2 separate regions of the Sus scrofa genome follow, and region 2 is linked to region 1. Evidence: chromatin contacts called from public HiChIP or PLAC-seq data. All regions are on one chromosome and are shown on one strand. The core of a region is the stretch at or near the end of the contact, and the rest is flanking DNA. Distances in the headings are between cores, read along the strand shown.

Region 1 (7,294 bases), core at 1,845-4,344:
TGGCACTTCCCGGGCTAGGGGTCTAATCAGAGCTGCAGCTGCCTATGGCAACACCAGATCCAAGCCACACCAGAGACCTACACCAGAGACCTTGCAGCAACAATGGATCCTTAACCCACTGAGTGAAGCCAGGGAGCGAGCCCTCCTCTTCTCAGAGACATCGGGTCCTTAACCCACTGTGTCATACCGGGAACTCGAAGAAGCCCCTTATTTTAAAACAAACTATGCCTTGAGATGTTACTTCTCACCGGCTCCATGCTCCCATCCCTCATCCAATGGGATCTTCATCACGGAACCTGCAGCCCAAGCTGAGCTCTGACCTACATCCCCAGTGTCCTGCAAGGAAAAGCCAATGATTTGAGAAGAGCCATGACTCAGTTATGCCTTTATGGCGACAGAATTTACACTTGTGAAAAACTGGACTCTGTTGACGTGTTTCAATGCTAGGAGACCCGTTAAACACACACTATTCACCCACTCGAGGGAACATTGTGTAGCGATCAAGTGACGTTCACGAGAGTCAATAACTGCTTCACATGGAAAATGTTTATTTTATCAAGTTAGGGGAAGGCAGCAGGATGAAACTTGTACATATATCTTCTCACTTAAAACCTGACGGGGAGAAGCGCATGCCCCACACCTGGGAAGAGAAAAACCCAAACCAGAAAACCCTGCAAGGAAGCAGCGCAAGGTTCCACGGTAGTGATGGCGAGTTAGAGCTAATTTTGGTTACTTTCCCCCTTTCTTTGCGACCTTTCTGTATTTTTCAAGTTTTCTGAGATGTGAAATACTGTTTTATGAAGCGGAAAGAGGAGCTAATAGTTATGTTCAAATTAAAGAATTTTTTAAAAAGAGGACCAGTTCATGGTCTGCTGAGCTTAGCTTCTTCAGTCATTTGAATGGACGCGGTCTCACCTGCACTTTGCTGGAGGTCACAGGTGGTAGGGGGCAGTGAGTGTATCTTCAGGGGAGGCCGCTGGCATGATATCAGCAAGGGCTGAAAACCAAGATGCCTCGTCTTTTGGGTTTCTGGACCTAATTCCAAGGGGTGTGTGTGTCTGTGCACAGGTGTGCAGGATTTCCCACACCGACAGGCAATTCTGTGACACCAACAGGGAGCTCGGGGGTTGCCGAGCTGTCCTAGAGTCAGGAGAGCTTTTTTTTTTTTTTTTTTCTTCTTCCCTTTTTTTGGCCGCAGGGCCCTGCAGCAAATGGAGTTTTGAATTCTTGGCCAGGGATCAGATCCAAGCTGCTGCAGTAACGTGGGATCCTTTAACTCACTTGCCGGGTCAGGGATTGAACCTGCATCCTGACGCTGCAGAAGTGATGCCACCGATCCCTCTGTGCCACAGGGGGATCTTGCTATTATTTTTATTATTATTTTTCTACTTTAGGGCCACACTGGAGGTATGTGGAGGTTCCCAGGGTAGGGGTCGAATTGGAGCTACAGCTGCTGGCTTACTCCACAGCCACAGCAACTCAGGGTCCAAGCCGAGCTGCGTCTTCGACCCACACCACAGCTCACAGCAACGCCAGATCCTTAACCCACTGAGCAAGGGCAGGGATTGAACCAGCATCCTCATGGATCCTAGTCGGGTTCATTAACTGCTGAGTCACAGAGGGACTATTATTTTTATTTTTTGGCCATGTTCCAGGTCTGTGGAAATTCCTGGGCCAGGGATCGAACCCAGGCCACAGCAGTGAAAACGCCTATGCGTCCTTAACCACTAGGCTACCAGAGAACTCCAGGGGTGCTGTTAGAATCCGGCGCTGGGCTCAGGAGAACCAGCCAATGCAAGAGCAAAAGGTGACCAAGAATCTGCACACGCCCAAGGCAAAGGGGGTGGGGCACCTTCTTTTGAGCAAGATTTTTCCCCCCATTTTCTTTCTTTATCCTTTAGTGTTTTAACATGGTTATTGTTAACTCTTGCCCCACTTTACCGATCGAGGGAAATGAAGAGTTGGATAGAAAGATGATGCCAACATATTGAATGTTAGGAGCCTGGGATGGCAGCTGGGCAGGCCTAGACTTTGCAGAGCTTTATGGACTCTGCCTTTAGTCTCAAGGCAGAATTGGCCTTTTCAGGGGACTGGAGGGAGCGAGTTCTACCTGGGGAACCCTTCTGAGGGAAGAGGTGGAGGAAGAAGACCCTATAAAAGGGGCTGGGGGGGCAGCTAGAGAGAGGACCAAATGCCAGCTCTCGGGTTTCTGCCTGGGAAGCCCTAGTAATACCAGCGCTCTGAAGGGAAGGGCACCACGGATGCTGGCACCCCAGTTCTGCCGCTGCCCACCCCTGTGAAAGGGCATCGCCTCTCTCCTCGGCTCCCTGCTCTTTCACGTGCAATAACACTGCTGGGTCTGGAATTCCATCGCTGCTTTTGCAGCTGTTGACTGCAGCTATTGCTGTTTCATGGACTCTGGGTCAGGGGCAAAGTCAGAGGAATTTATCACCCCGTCCATCACAGCGTGAGCATCAATCAATATGTGGGTGGAGGCGGGGGGAGGGGGGGACTGTGGATACCGAGGAATGGGTGCGGCACCCCGCATTCTGCGGCTGAGGGGCCCTGAGCCAGGCGCAGCCATGCTTCCAGAGCAGGTGGAATCTTTGTCCCAGGACACACCCCTCTTTCCTCAAGATTACGCGCTGTAAACACCACCCCCAGAAAAGTCCTGGGAAAGCGCAGTCTGGGCTTGGCTTGCCTGGTGCAGCCAGCAGGAAGCCTGGGCGCCGGGGACCCGCAAGAGGCCTCCCAGCACCTGCCACGGGGTTGCCAGGAAGATGAAGAGGGTGGGAGAGCACGGGGAGGGGCGCTCGGCATCCCCTGCATCACCAGGGGTGGCCATTCGGGGAGGGCGGGTATCACCCTGCATTATTTATGCTTGTACGTTGCAGACACTGGAGTGAACAAAACAAAGCAGCCGGCCTCCAGGCGCTTCCGATCTGGTGCAAGGAGACCCGTGGGGGATAAACTATCGGGGAGCGCGGTCCGCAGGACCTCAGAGCCCGAATAAGGACGGGGACCACTCCTTGCACAGGGCCGGACAGGATCCAGTTACTACTGCAGCGGGTGTGGAGAGCAGACCAGGCGGGGCTGCTGCGGCGGAAGGGACCAGGCCAGACCCGCCAGCTTTGGAGCGGGCAGCAGCGGAGGGACTCGCTCCCCTGGGCCTGTCGCCATCTGCGTCCCTTGGGAAGGTCCGGCGCCCGGGGAAGCGCCATCCGCTGTCACAGGGGGCAGCTTCAGGGGCCTGGAGGGAGAGGCCGGGCGGCCTCGGGGCGAAGAGCCGGGAACTGGCTGCTGAAACGCATTCCAGAAGTGTGTCACGAAGGGGAGGGCTGGGATCGTGCGAAATGATTTGCAGGTTTCGACGCCACAGGGACTAGAAGAAGGAGAACGCTCGCCTCCAGGAGGGAGGGACGTAGGGGCCAAGCTCCCGAGAAGGTGGGAAGGACGGCGGGTGCGCAGGTGTGGGGTCAGCTCCCGACGGAAGCCGCCTCTCCCGGCCGAACGGGAAGGACGGGGAGGGACGGGAGTGGGTTCCAGCAGGGGTCTAGGTCTGGTAGCAGAAGGGGGATGGGGACGGTCCACCCCTCCGCCCGGAACTAGGAAGAGAGGTGACTGCGTGCATTTGGGAGTCGGAGATTCAGGGGGAATTTCAGAGATTTGGGAATTACTGGCAGGGAAACGAACGCAGGAGGGGGTGGCTGAAGAAGCCCAAAGGCCCAGGAGCCTCGGTGGCAGTGGGAGCCGGGGCAGAGGTGACAGGGAGAGCGCCCCCTGGGGAGCGTGGCGGCGCGCCCGCCAGGAGCGGATGCAGGGGAAGCGGAGCTGCAGGTTTGAGAGGCAGCAGCGGGGAAGCAGCCCCTGCCAGGGCCGGAGCTCCCGGGCTGGAGGAGCCAAAGGGCGGGCGCCGAGGCCCCGGCCTTGGGCTGCGTTTCCCACCCCCTCACCTCTTCGGGGGAGCGGTGCCTTCGCCGCCTTTTTTCCATCTTACAAGTCAAATCCAAGTTCCATCTTTGAGCTGCAGGAGGAGGCAACGTCTCGTAGCACCAACACAAGCAGGCCAGAGAATGGTGTTTCTCTCTTTTATTTAAAAACAGTGCTTCATTACCATTTGCAAAGGCAGAGGCGGTGCTCCTCCTTCGCTTAGAGTTTATAAAAGCCAGCAACATGATCAATAATTTATACACATGGATAGTAATACAAAAAAATAAGGAATAAAAGCTAAAGCTCTAACTACTCCGACCTTCACAATTCCAGCTACTTGATAATAATAGGAATAACCCAATGAATACTGTATGGTCTGAAAGCTACTATACAATATGATTCTTAACAAGAAGGGGAGGGGAGTAGAGACTGTCACAAAGCCCTGGGTGCTTCTCTGGAGGCTGCAGGGAAACAGGACCCTGGGCAAGCAGCTCGGGTGTCCTAGGAAGTGATTCTGGGGGGGGGGTGAGGAGGGGAGGAAGGTGAGGTGGTTGATAACACAAGCATCCCATGTGATGCCCCGTGCCCCAAAGGTACCTGTTTTGCCATGGCAACGGGAGGGGGCCGGAGAAACTGCATGTGGCATGTAGGGATGGTTCCATCCCTGCCATGGGGGCGGGGATGGGGGGAAAAGTTGGGGGGGGGGTCGGTGGCATTTCTAGCCTTGCAAAGATCTGGGCTGAAAAGCTCAGAGACTCAGTAGGTCCGCCTGTCTGGGACAAGGAAACTCAACTGGCTCTCTGGGCACTTTGCAGCCCTGGCTTACGTGTGTCAGTCCCAGGTTTGCTCCAGCTATTCACAAGCAGAATTATAACACAAGAAAGAAACAATTCATATCCCTTAGGGGGGGCCAAAAAAAAAAAAAAAAGATCAATTCGTCACTCGATATATAATACAGCCAAAAATGAGCTGCCAAAACAAGCACACACACACACAAAAATACTGTGAACAGAAAAAATACAAGAAAATGACTAGGCTGGGGGTCTTGATGGGGTGTCGACATTGCTTAAAGCATGTATCAGTCCCCGGAAAAACCAAACCAAAAAATGTTTAAAAAATGCAAAAACTTCTGTACCCCCTGGGACTCTGGCGTTGGTAACGGGCAGGGGGCGGGGAGAGAAAAGAGAAGCCATGCTCCCTTTTCGCTGGCCAGGGAGCTGGGCCCTCCCGACACCGGCGGGTGTGTCCCTGCCAGGCGGGGACCCAGCGCCCCGGCCGGCAGTCTCCTTAAAGGCAGGGTTTGAGTTGTGGCTGCCGAGCGGTTCTCTCCGTTACCAGTCCCTGCCAACCAGCACTACCATGGCTGAATTGATCTACCGTTTTCCTGAGTGAACTGTAACTGGTTACAGACCCGGTAACAGGGAGAAGAACTAGCTACCACGGGCGACTGGCAGGACTTGAGGAATCCCCTCCAGCCCTCGGCTCCTGGCTCCTCGTGCATTTGATTCGGAATTTGAGAACTTGCCTAGGCTGGTGTGCACGCCGCGTTTGAAAGGCAGGTGCTGGGGACTCACTGCACTCACTAAACCAGGGGGCGCACGCTGGCTTAGGACACCCGGAGTCTACTTGGAAAGGGCCCTGCTTCACGCTCTAGCTTTCGGGTGGCTATTGCCCGGCTCATCAGTAAAGCAAGTATGAAGGAAGTACACGGGGAGAGGGGGACGGAGGGAAGAGGCTTTTGGACAGTAACATTTCCAAAAAAATAAAATAAAAAAAATTTTAAAAAAGTGTTTTATGCAACAGAGAATCAAGTTTCACTGGTGTATACTACAAATGGTCAAACATTTTCAAGAGCATGACAAAATAAAAACACACAAATCACGTTGGATGTTCACCTTGCCCACTATGTTTTCCTATCTTAAAACAGTGCAAACAGGTAACTTATGCTTTTAAAACACCACTACCCCTTCCCCACCCCCCAAAGTCCCTTGCCTCCTATTATCCGGGGGAAACAAATCTGCGATTTTGCAAATGTTACTGTGTGAGAGGGTTGCAAGCGGCAGAGAAGCGGCTGGACTTGGTGAAAGGGGGGCCGCCCCGACGGTGCCCCCTTCCCTCCTTACAGCGCCTCTGGGCTTCCTCACGCGGCCTCGGCCTCCTGCCAGGGGGAAGGGGGCACTCCAGCCCTTCCTGCAGACCCTTGGGGTGGCTTCCATCCCGGGCTTAGGCCTCCCTCACGTCTGGAAGCTCCGTGACTAGTTAGAGGGTGGTGGTGGCTCACTGACTTAGCTGCTATTGTTTCTAGGAAAGTAGAACTAAACTAAGAGCAGTTCAGCCCCTGAGGAGTCACTCTGTCGAGGAAAAGCTAATTGTCGATGTCTGTGGAGTTGCTCTCCACTAGCTCCCCTTGAACTAAGAGTTGAGCCCCAGCCCCCTTCTTTTTCAAGGGGAAGTAAAACTGGTTCAACGCCAACTGTGGCTGTGGAGGAGGAGGAGGAGGGTAGGTTTTGCAAAACCTGAGAGCCTTAAAAATGATGACTCACAACAGCTGACGGGGGTTGGTGGGAGTCGAACTAGGTAATGTAAGGAATTCTGAAGAAGCGCTAAGGGCGGCTCTCTGGGCTGAAAGAGGGGTGTGCACATGAAGGTCTCCCCAGAGGCCTCCTGCAAGGAGCCTGGCCTCTAAGACTGAGATGCTCGGGAGAGAAGTCCGTCCGCCTCATGCCTGGAGCAGAGCTGTCGAAATTCACGTACTGTGACTCGGCATCGAGAGGGTTTTTGGAATCATCCACCAGCACATCCTCTAACAAACTCCCAAGATGCCCAACTCTCTTCTGACTCTGTGTCTTAGTCCAATGGGAACCAGAGTCAGGAATAAACAAGCACGGATGCTGTGAAGAACCTGCCTCTGATGAAACTGCCTGTACGGAGTCTCGAAGTTCAAAGGCGGATGGGGAGGTTGAGACCATCAAACCGAGGCGCTCTGAGAGCCTGGATTCTCAGTGCTGACACTGAAAACCAAGGGCCCTTTAATAACAAGCGGGGCTCTACGGAGTCCTTAGTACAGGGAGCCGAAGGAAGCAGTGTTAAAACCAGCCCTGGAAATGCAGCAGAGGCCCGCTGGAAACCACGGAGCCTGCCTAAGGAGTCCTCAGCCAGAACCAGCTGAACTGAAATGCACAAGCGCTCAGGCTCCGGCCGCTCTTGGGGGCTGTGGGAGCTGCCTTCTCTGCCTTTCCCATCATCCTTACCTCTTTTTGGAAAAAAGAATAGATAGAACATTCTTGGACTCACTGCCCGATTTCCCTCTCCTGCTACAGATACAACATTTAGAATTTGGCCTTGTCTCCACTGAGTCGTGGCT
Region 2 (7,294 bases), core at 2,027-4,526, 43 kb before region 1:
CTAAACCAGTTTTCTCTCCTTTCTCTCCGTCTCTCCATGCATCCAATATTTCTTATTTTTGTGGCATTTCAAAGGAAATTGCAGACCACCGTCCATCCACTTCCCCTTAACACTTCGGCATGGCTGTCATTAAGGAGAGTTCGATTTTGTCTGTGTTTTTTTTTCCTTTTGACGTAAAATGTATAGAAATGCACCCGTCTCAAGGGGACTCTGGTTGAATTTTGATAAATTCATACACCCGTGTAACCCAAACTCCTATCAGAATTACCATCACCCCCCAAAACTTCCCGAATGCTCCTTGCAGGTCCGTCTCCAGCTTCATCACCTCCTCTAGGGAAGCTCTGTCCTGATGACTGGGTTTTTATAAACCACAGAAGGGAGATCTTGAAGAGCCCGCTGTGGAGCCCACGTCTGGGGCGGGGAGAGTCAGGGAGGAGGGGAAAGGAGGAGGGGGGGGGTCTCTGCAGGGGAGGGGAGGAAGAGCCCGGGTCGGGGTGGGGCGGGGGTGGGAGCTGGGAGCCCGCGCGGGTAGGTGGAGCTGAGGTTCTGGCGACGTGGCTGGACAGCTGGTGGCGCTATGTACTAAGGAGGTCAGGGTACCCGGGAGGAGGGGGTAGAGAATGAGTCTCCATTGGGACAGCGGCTTCTGGAGCGTCCGTGGGTCATCTGTCCAGCAAGCGTAGGGATACACAAGCATCCCCGAGGCTTGCACTGTCGAGGTGGCATCCGAGAAGTGGTGGCCGTGTTTCTCCAGCGTTTGCACCCTTCCCCGGCCCAGCATCCCCAAGGCCACACCCCTGCTTTCCCCAAGGCAGCCAAGGGCGTGGAGAAGGCACAGAGGGGGTTACTTCCGGTTGGCGGACCCTCGCAGGGGAAGAAGGAAGGCAGGGCCCCCCTGGGCGGTCCCACCTCACCCCTGCTGCTTTTGTCTCTCTCCAGCATCTTGCAGCAGTGTCCCCTACCCTCTCCGCCCACTCCTTTCCAAATTCCTCTTCCCCTCCTTTTAAAAACAACCAAAGCCCAGGTCTTAGCTACTGAAATCTCTTCCAGGAAGGAGGCCATGGGGTCTGCTTCCCGGGACAGGGCAGTGGAAGCCTGGAAATAAAGTGAACGATCCACCCACAGTCCCAGGCTGCAGCGGCCCCCTCCCCCAGTCTTTCAAATATTAAACACAACTCACCCCAGCAAAGAGTAATTTCTTTCTTAAAAAACCCTTTGGGGAGTTCCCGTTGTGGTGCAGGGGAAAGGAATCTGACTCGTATCCAGGAAGATGCAGGTTTGATCACTCAGCAGGTTAAAGGGTCAGGTGTTGCTGTGAGCTGTGGTGTAGACACATAGCTCACAGATGCAGCTCAGATCCCACATTGCTGTAGTTGTGGTGTAGGCCAGCAGCTACAGCTCCAATTCCACCCCTAGCCTGGGACCTTCCATATGCCACAGGTGCAGCCCTAAAAAGCAAGCAAGCAAACAAACAAACCCTTTGGGAAACAGGAGATATTCTTGTTCTTTCCTTGAGCGTGACTTGGACTTATTCCTTGAGAATTAATGCCCTGATCCCGTTAAGAGATGCCTTGCCCTCACAACCACCCCCTCCTGGAGCTGCAGCACAGAACACCCTGGATTTATCTAGCCATTTGGAGCTTTGTCCCAAGCGCTCAGTTTGCCCCATCAAACAGAGGGCCAGGGCTGAGCTGTCAGTGTCGTGGAAGTAGCAGAGAGCCCCAGAGGGGAGCAGAGAAGAGAAGGACCCCAAGGAACACCCCCAACATTTAAGATTGGGAAGGGAAGAGGAGCTGGAGAAGGAGTCTTCCAAGGGTGATGGGGGCCCTGAGAGATTATGGAGAGGGGAGTGACAGGGTCAGGTCTGCCTATGGAGGATGGGATGGGAGAGAAGCCAGGTGGGAAGTGAAGACAAATGTTCAAGACTTCTTATGCACCAGGCCTGGGTGAGGGCTGAACCACAAATATGGGTACATTTGTATATTACAGCACTAGCTGCTGTAACAAACAGCCCCCAACTCTCGGTGGCTTACTAGATCTTTTTTTTTTTTTTTTTTTTTTGTCTTTTTATGGCCACACCACTGCATATCGATGTGTCCAGGCTAGGGGTTGAGTTGGAGTTGGAGCTGTAGCCCCTGGCCAATGCCATAGCCACAGCAACACCAGATCTGAGCCACGTCTAGAACCTACACCATAGCTCATGGCAATGCCATATCCTTAACCTACTAAGTGAGGCCAGGGATTGAACCCGTGTCCTCAAGGAAACTAGTCAGATTCCTTTCTGCTGAGCCATGATGGGCACTCCCTTATTAGGTCTTCATGGTGGCTGCATGGGTCTAGTTCTCCTTCACCTCACTATCCAGTACAAGTTGGGGGGAGGACTCTGCTCCACACAGTGATTCAGGGACCCAGCCTCCATCTCCAAGGACTTCAGAGACCACTGATCCCTCCATATCCAGCAAGTAAACAGCAGAAGACTGTATCTGAGAGGGAGACTCATCCTTTCCAGCCATATCCCATAGCCAGGTCACCGCCACGAGGCGGGAATGAAATCTCCATAGACCTGGGGGAAGTGAAGTGGGCTTGGGGGACACACAGTATTGTGTCGGCCACACTCATGGCCCGAGGTGATAAAATGGTTTATAATTTAGTGGAGAGATGAGGAAGAGGAACTGGGAATGAAATATTCCTATAAGTCATGCTGTAATACCTGCCAGATCCAGAGATGCTCTGGATTTGTTAAAGTTGTTTGGATCACCCTCCTCCAGGTAAGATTTATGACCACTGATAAAATACTTGGGTGATGGGGAGAGGGGCAGGGGCGAGGGCTAGCACCCTCTGTGATGATGAGAAAGGCAGGGAGTTCCCTTGTGGTGCAGTGGGTTAAGGACCCAGCCTTGTCACTGCAGCAGCTCGGGTCACTGCTGTGGTGCCAGTTTGATGATCCCTGGCCCAGGAACTTCTGCATGCCAAGGAAGAAGCCAAAAAGAAAAGAAAAAAGAAAAGGCGACATCTGAATAGAGAGCTGGAGGGTGGTCAGAGAGAGAGGGAAGCAGGAATGCTTGTGAATAGTCAGGAAACCCTGAGAAGATCCGTTTAGCCGGGTCAGAAATTCTGTGCAAGGGATTGGTCATGGTTGTGGTTGGAATGTGGGCTTGGAGCTTGGATCGGGAATGACTTTGAACTTGAAGAATTTTGGCCGCGCTTCAGCAGGCCCTGTGGTTGTGGCTTGGGGCGCGGTGGGTGGGGTGGGGGAGGGGTGCTCCGCCGTCCCCGATGAATCAGCAGGGTCAGTTAAAATTAGTCACCATAGCCCAGCCCAGAGAAGCCAAGGCAAACAGTTGTGCCGGCTCGTGGGGCAGCCAGGGTTTGCTTCTCTGGGGAGTCTTAGGGTTGGGGGAGCTCCGAGTTAGAGCAGGTGCTCCGTCCTGTCCCAGAACCACTTGGGCTGTTGGGGCGGCACCTCTGGGTCTCTGACTTTGGTAGTAGGAGCCGGTGGGCGCAGTTTGGTCCCACTCCCGGGTCGGCCTCTCTCGGACCACCTTGGCCTGGAGTGGTTTTCCCTTCATCGTGCCAGTCTCTCCTTCACAGAGGCCTGCCTCACCAACAAGACCAGCTTCTAGACTCGCTTGGTCGGCCTATGTAGCAAGATTCACAGTTGTAGCTGTAAACTGCATAATGGTCGGAAAAAAATGTTTTTTGTCTTTTAGGGCCGCACCCTCGGCATATGGAGGTTCCCAGGCTGGGGGTCGAATCAGCGGTGTGGCCGCCCGCCTACATCACAGCCACAGCAATGCTAGAGCCGAGGCGCGTCTGTGACCTACACCACAGCTCATGGCAACGCTGGATCCTTAACCCACTGAGCGACGCCAGGGATCAAACCTGCATCCTCATGGATGTTAGCCAAATTCATTTCTGCTGCACCATGATGGGAACTCCCTGTAAAATTATTAAATAATATATTTTTCAGCTGGTCCTATCCAGGGGCACATCTCCTGTCTCCTCTCTCCTCCCTTGTACCTGGGTACCATCCTGGAGAGGAGAAAGCACAGCGGTAAGGGCAAAGTGTGTGTGTGTGTGTGTGTGTGTGTGTGTAACCAGAGGTACAAGCACGAGAAAATATTGCGATCCCATTAATTGGCTCATCTAAGTTGCCCCCCCACACAGAGCAGGGGGCTTACAAGCAAGAGGTAATATAGCACAGGCGTCAAGGAAATAGATTCTGTTCCCATTGTGGCTCAGCGGGTTAAGCATCCGACTGGTATCCACCTGGCCTCGCTCAGTGGGTTAAGGATCCAGCATTGCTGAAAGCTGTGGCGTCGGTCATGGATGCAGCTTGGATCTGGCCGTGCTGTGGCTGTGGCATAGGCTGGCAGCTGTTCTGATATGACTGCTAGCCCAGGAACTTCCATATGCCACAGGTGTGGCCCTAAAAAAGAGGGGGCGGAGATAGATGCTGGAGTCAGACTACTGAGTTTGAACTCTGGTCTCATTGCTTGCTTGCTGGGTGACTTCAGGCAAGTTACTTAACCTCTCTGTGGCTCAGTTTCTTCATCCGCTACATGGTACTCGTAACAGTACCTACCTCCTCGGGTGACATTTAAACTAGGTAAAATACCTAAAGCTATGCCTGGTACAAGATTGAGTAAACACTTCATGCACATGCGGGCTATTGGTCTCAGTAATAAATAAGCCACCTTTTTTCAAATATCTGAGTTGAAATGTTTAGAGTTTTTACTATGTTAGGTAATCGGTGAATAAGGTCCCTCTCCCTGATGGCCTGGGAGGCTCATGAGAACATGTCTTGTCTGTGCACTGTCTGGTCCAAAGCCAAGTTCATGCTGATAATAGCAGCTATACCAACCCCACTCCTAGCACCACACCACAAGCATGCACTGCTGGCCTGCCAGGGCCCAGCACGGCTCCCAGTCCTTTGTTAAGGAGGTTCATTTAGATCACCGTCAGCAGGAGGCACTTGATAAATATATGCTGAATAAGGGAATGCTTACCACCCAGGATCAGGTAAATAACAGATGGGAAATTCCTTTGTAAACTGTCAAGTGTGCACCTTGCCTACACACATATATACGTATATGCATAAGCACTTAGGACCTCTTTCCCGAGGGCCTAGGATCCCCTTCTGCCTTTGACTTAGCTGGAGTGCCTTGGAAACTTACCCTGGGTTCTAGAACTTTCTGTCCACTTGCCCCTCTCTCAAAATGTAGTTGTCCTGGGTATCATTTTCCCTCCTGACCTGTCTGAAGGGTCACTGGTGGAATTCAACCCCTCCCATCTCCCCACCGAGAGATTTTCTTTCAACAAAGGCCAACACAAGCTTGATACCTAACCCCAAAGAAAGACTCTTTCCTGCCATTCTGCCCTTGACCGAACCATGTGACATTCCTGTTTCAAGTCTTGTGGACTCACCTTCCCCTACTCATCCTCAGCTGTGCAAAGCCAACCTTTTCACATGGCACCTCCTCCAGGAAGGCCTCCTTGCAGAGCCCCAGCATCATGTAGACACCTTCTTCCAGGCCCCCATCCCCCTGGTCCCAGCAGAACATTAAATATGACTCTTATTATAGCTCCAAGGGAAGAAGGATTTTTATCCACTGGTTGATTAAAAGTAACTCATTCATTAATTCGCTCAACGATATTTGCCGAGTGCCTCTTCCTTGTCAGGGGCTGTGGCACTTCAGGGGTGTGTAGAATGCTCCTTGTGTCTGAAAAATAAGGGAGTATTAGCTATAGGCAGGAAGGTGGACAAAGGCATAGCAGCGTCGAAACCGGGACTGGGATGTTCCCGTGGTGGCTCAGCAGAAACAAATCTGACTAGTATCCATGAGGACACAGGTTCGATCCCTGGCCTTGCTCCGTGGGTTAAGGATTCCGGCGTTGCCGTGAACTGTGGTGTAGGTCGCAGATGTGGCTCGGATCCCGCATTGCTGTGGCTGTGGGGTAGGCCAGCAGCTACAGCTAATTTGACCCCTAGCCTGGGAACTTCCATATGCCACAAAAGCAGCCCTAAAAAGACATTAAAAGTAATAATAATAATAATAATAAGTCAGGGACTGGGCTTAGGAAGCAGGGAATGGCTGGATCATAGGGTGCAGGGGGGTGAGGAACAGGAGGTGAGGCTGGACAGGAGGACAGGATTCAGTTGTAGAAAGCCCGGACATCATGGCCAAGTCCTAACCATTCTCTAAGGCCAGACTCAAAGGCCGCCTCCTCCAGGAAGCCCTCTGTTATGGACGTTTGTTCTTTTGTCTCCCTAGCTCCCTCTCCGTTCTTGCCCATTGGGAACTCATCGCATTTGGCTGACTATAGCGACTGGTTCAGAGATGGGCACGAGGGCCCATGCCAGGCAAATCAGATTCTTCCCTGGGCCGTTTCTGCCAGACCTCTGGGGCAGACATGGCCAAATAAGGAGGAAGGGAACCTGGCACAGCAGGGGGCCTCTAGCCTGAAGAACAAAATCAAACAGAGACCAGAGAACAGAGAAACAGAATGAGTAGAACCCTGAAGGAACCACGCCTGAAGCCAGTTACATGCATTCAGTCGTTTGCTCATTTTACAAATAGCTACTGAATGCTGCTATGTTGGGATTCTCCTGCGAGACAGAACAAATAGGACGTGTGTGTGTGTGTGTGTGTGTACACATACATACATATGCATAATACATATAAACACACATGCATATACACAGACACATGCATATATATGTATCTATACATACATAAATACATAATCTATATCCTATATATCACATATATTCTTCATATGTGCAATGAAGAAATTTATTATAAGGAATCGGCTCGTGCATTTCTGAGCTGTGAAGTGCCCGATCTATAGTTGGTGAGCTGCAGACCCAGGAGAATCTGTGGTGAGGTTCCATCTGGAGAGCAAAAGCCTCAAAATCAGAACTGGAGACGTAAGTCTTCATCCACAGGCAAGAAAAGACCAGCCCCTCAGCTCAAGGAGTCAGGCAGGGAGCGAGTTCTCTCCCTCCTCCGCTTTTGTCTTTTTTTCTTTCGTAGGGTGGCACCTGCAGCGGCTGGCCTCCGCCACATCTTGCGGCAGCACCGGATCCTCATCGCCATTGCCACAATACCCGTTACCATGTGGGAGAGTTCATAGATGTTCTAATTCTAGAAGAAACAACTTTATTTTTATTTTCTTTTGAAGGCGGCACCTGCGGACCATGAAGGTTCCCAGGCTAGGGGTCGAATCGGAGCTGCAGCTGCCAGCCTACACCACCGCCACAGGAATGCCAGCTCCAAGTCGCATCTATGAC

The links. HiChIP or PLAC-seq counts read pairs in DNA pulled down with a chosen protein or histone mark.
Region 2: an H3K27ac HiChIP or PLAC-seq map of skeletal muscle shows a contact between it and region 1, with 2.1 times the contacts expected there. The contact joins two enhancer-like sites. A contact is called at or near these places in 7 of 47 Hi-C or Micro-C datasets (embryonic fibroblasts, fetal skeletal muscle, fibroblasts and 3 more) and 1 of 2 datasets of contacts at active chromatin or transcription factors (skeletal muscle).

The regions. Positions count from the first base shown.
Region 1 is chr5:11,902,106-11,909,399 of Sscrofa11.1, reverse strand. It overlaps a transcript of RBFOX2 not described here. Among named protein-coding and RNA genes, the nearest start is that of RBFOX2, 97 kb to the right of the region's middle. Within about 2 kb of position 3,094, at least 34 of the 83 cell types and tissues checked have an H3K27ac peak or open chromatin away from gene starts, as enhancers often do. A contact at or near this core is called in fetal skeletal muscle and skeletal muscle, where this site is marked.
Region 2 is chr5:11,945,338-11,952,631 of Sscrofa11.1, reverse strand. No RefSeq gene overlaps it. Among named protein-coding and RNA genes, the nearest start is that of SYN3, 69 kb to the left of the region's middle. Within about 2 kb of position 3,276, at least 20 of the 83 cell types and tissues checked have an H3K27ac peak or open chromatin away from gene starts, as enhancers often do. A contact at or near this core is called in fetal skeletal muscle and skeletal muscle, where this site is marked.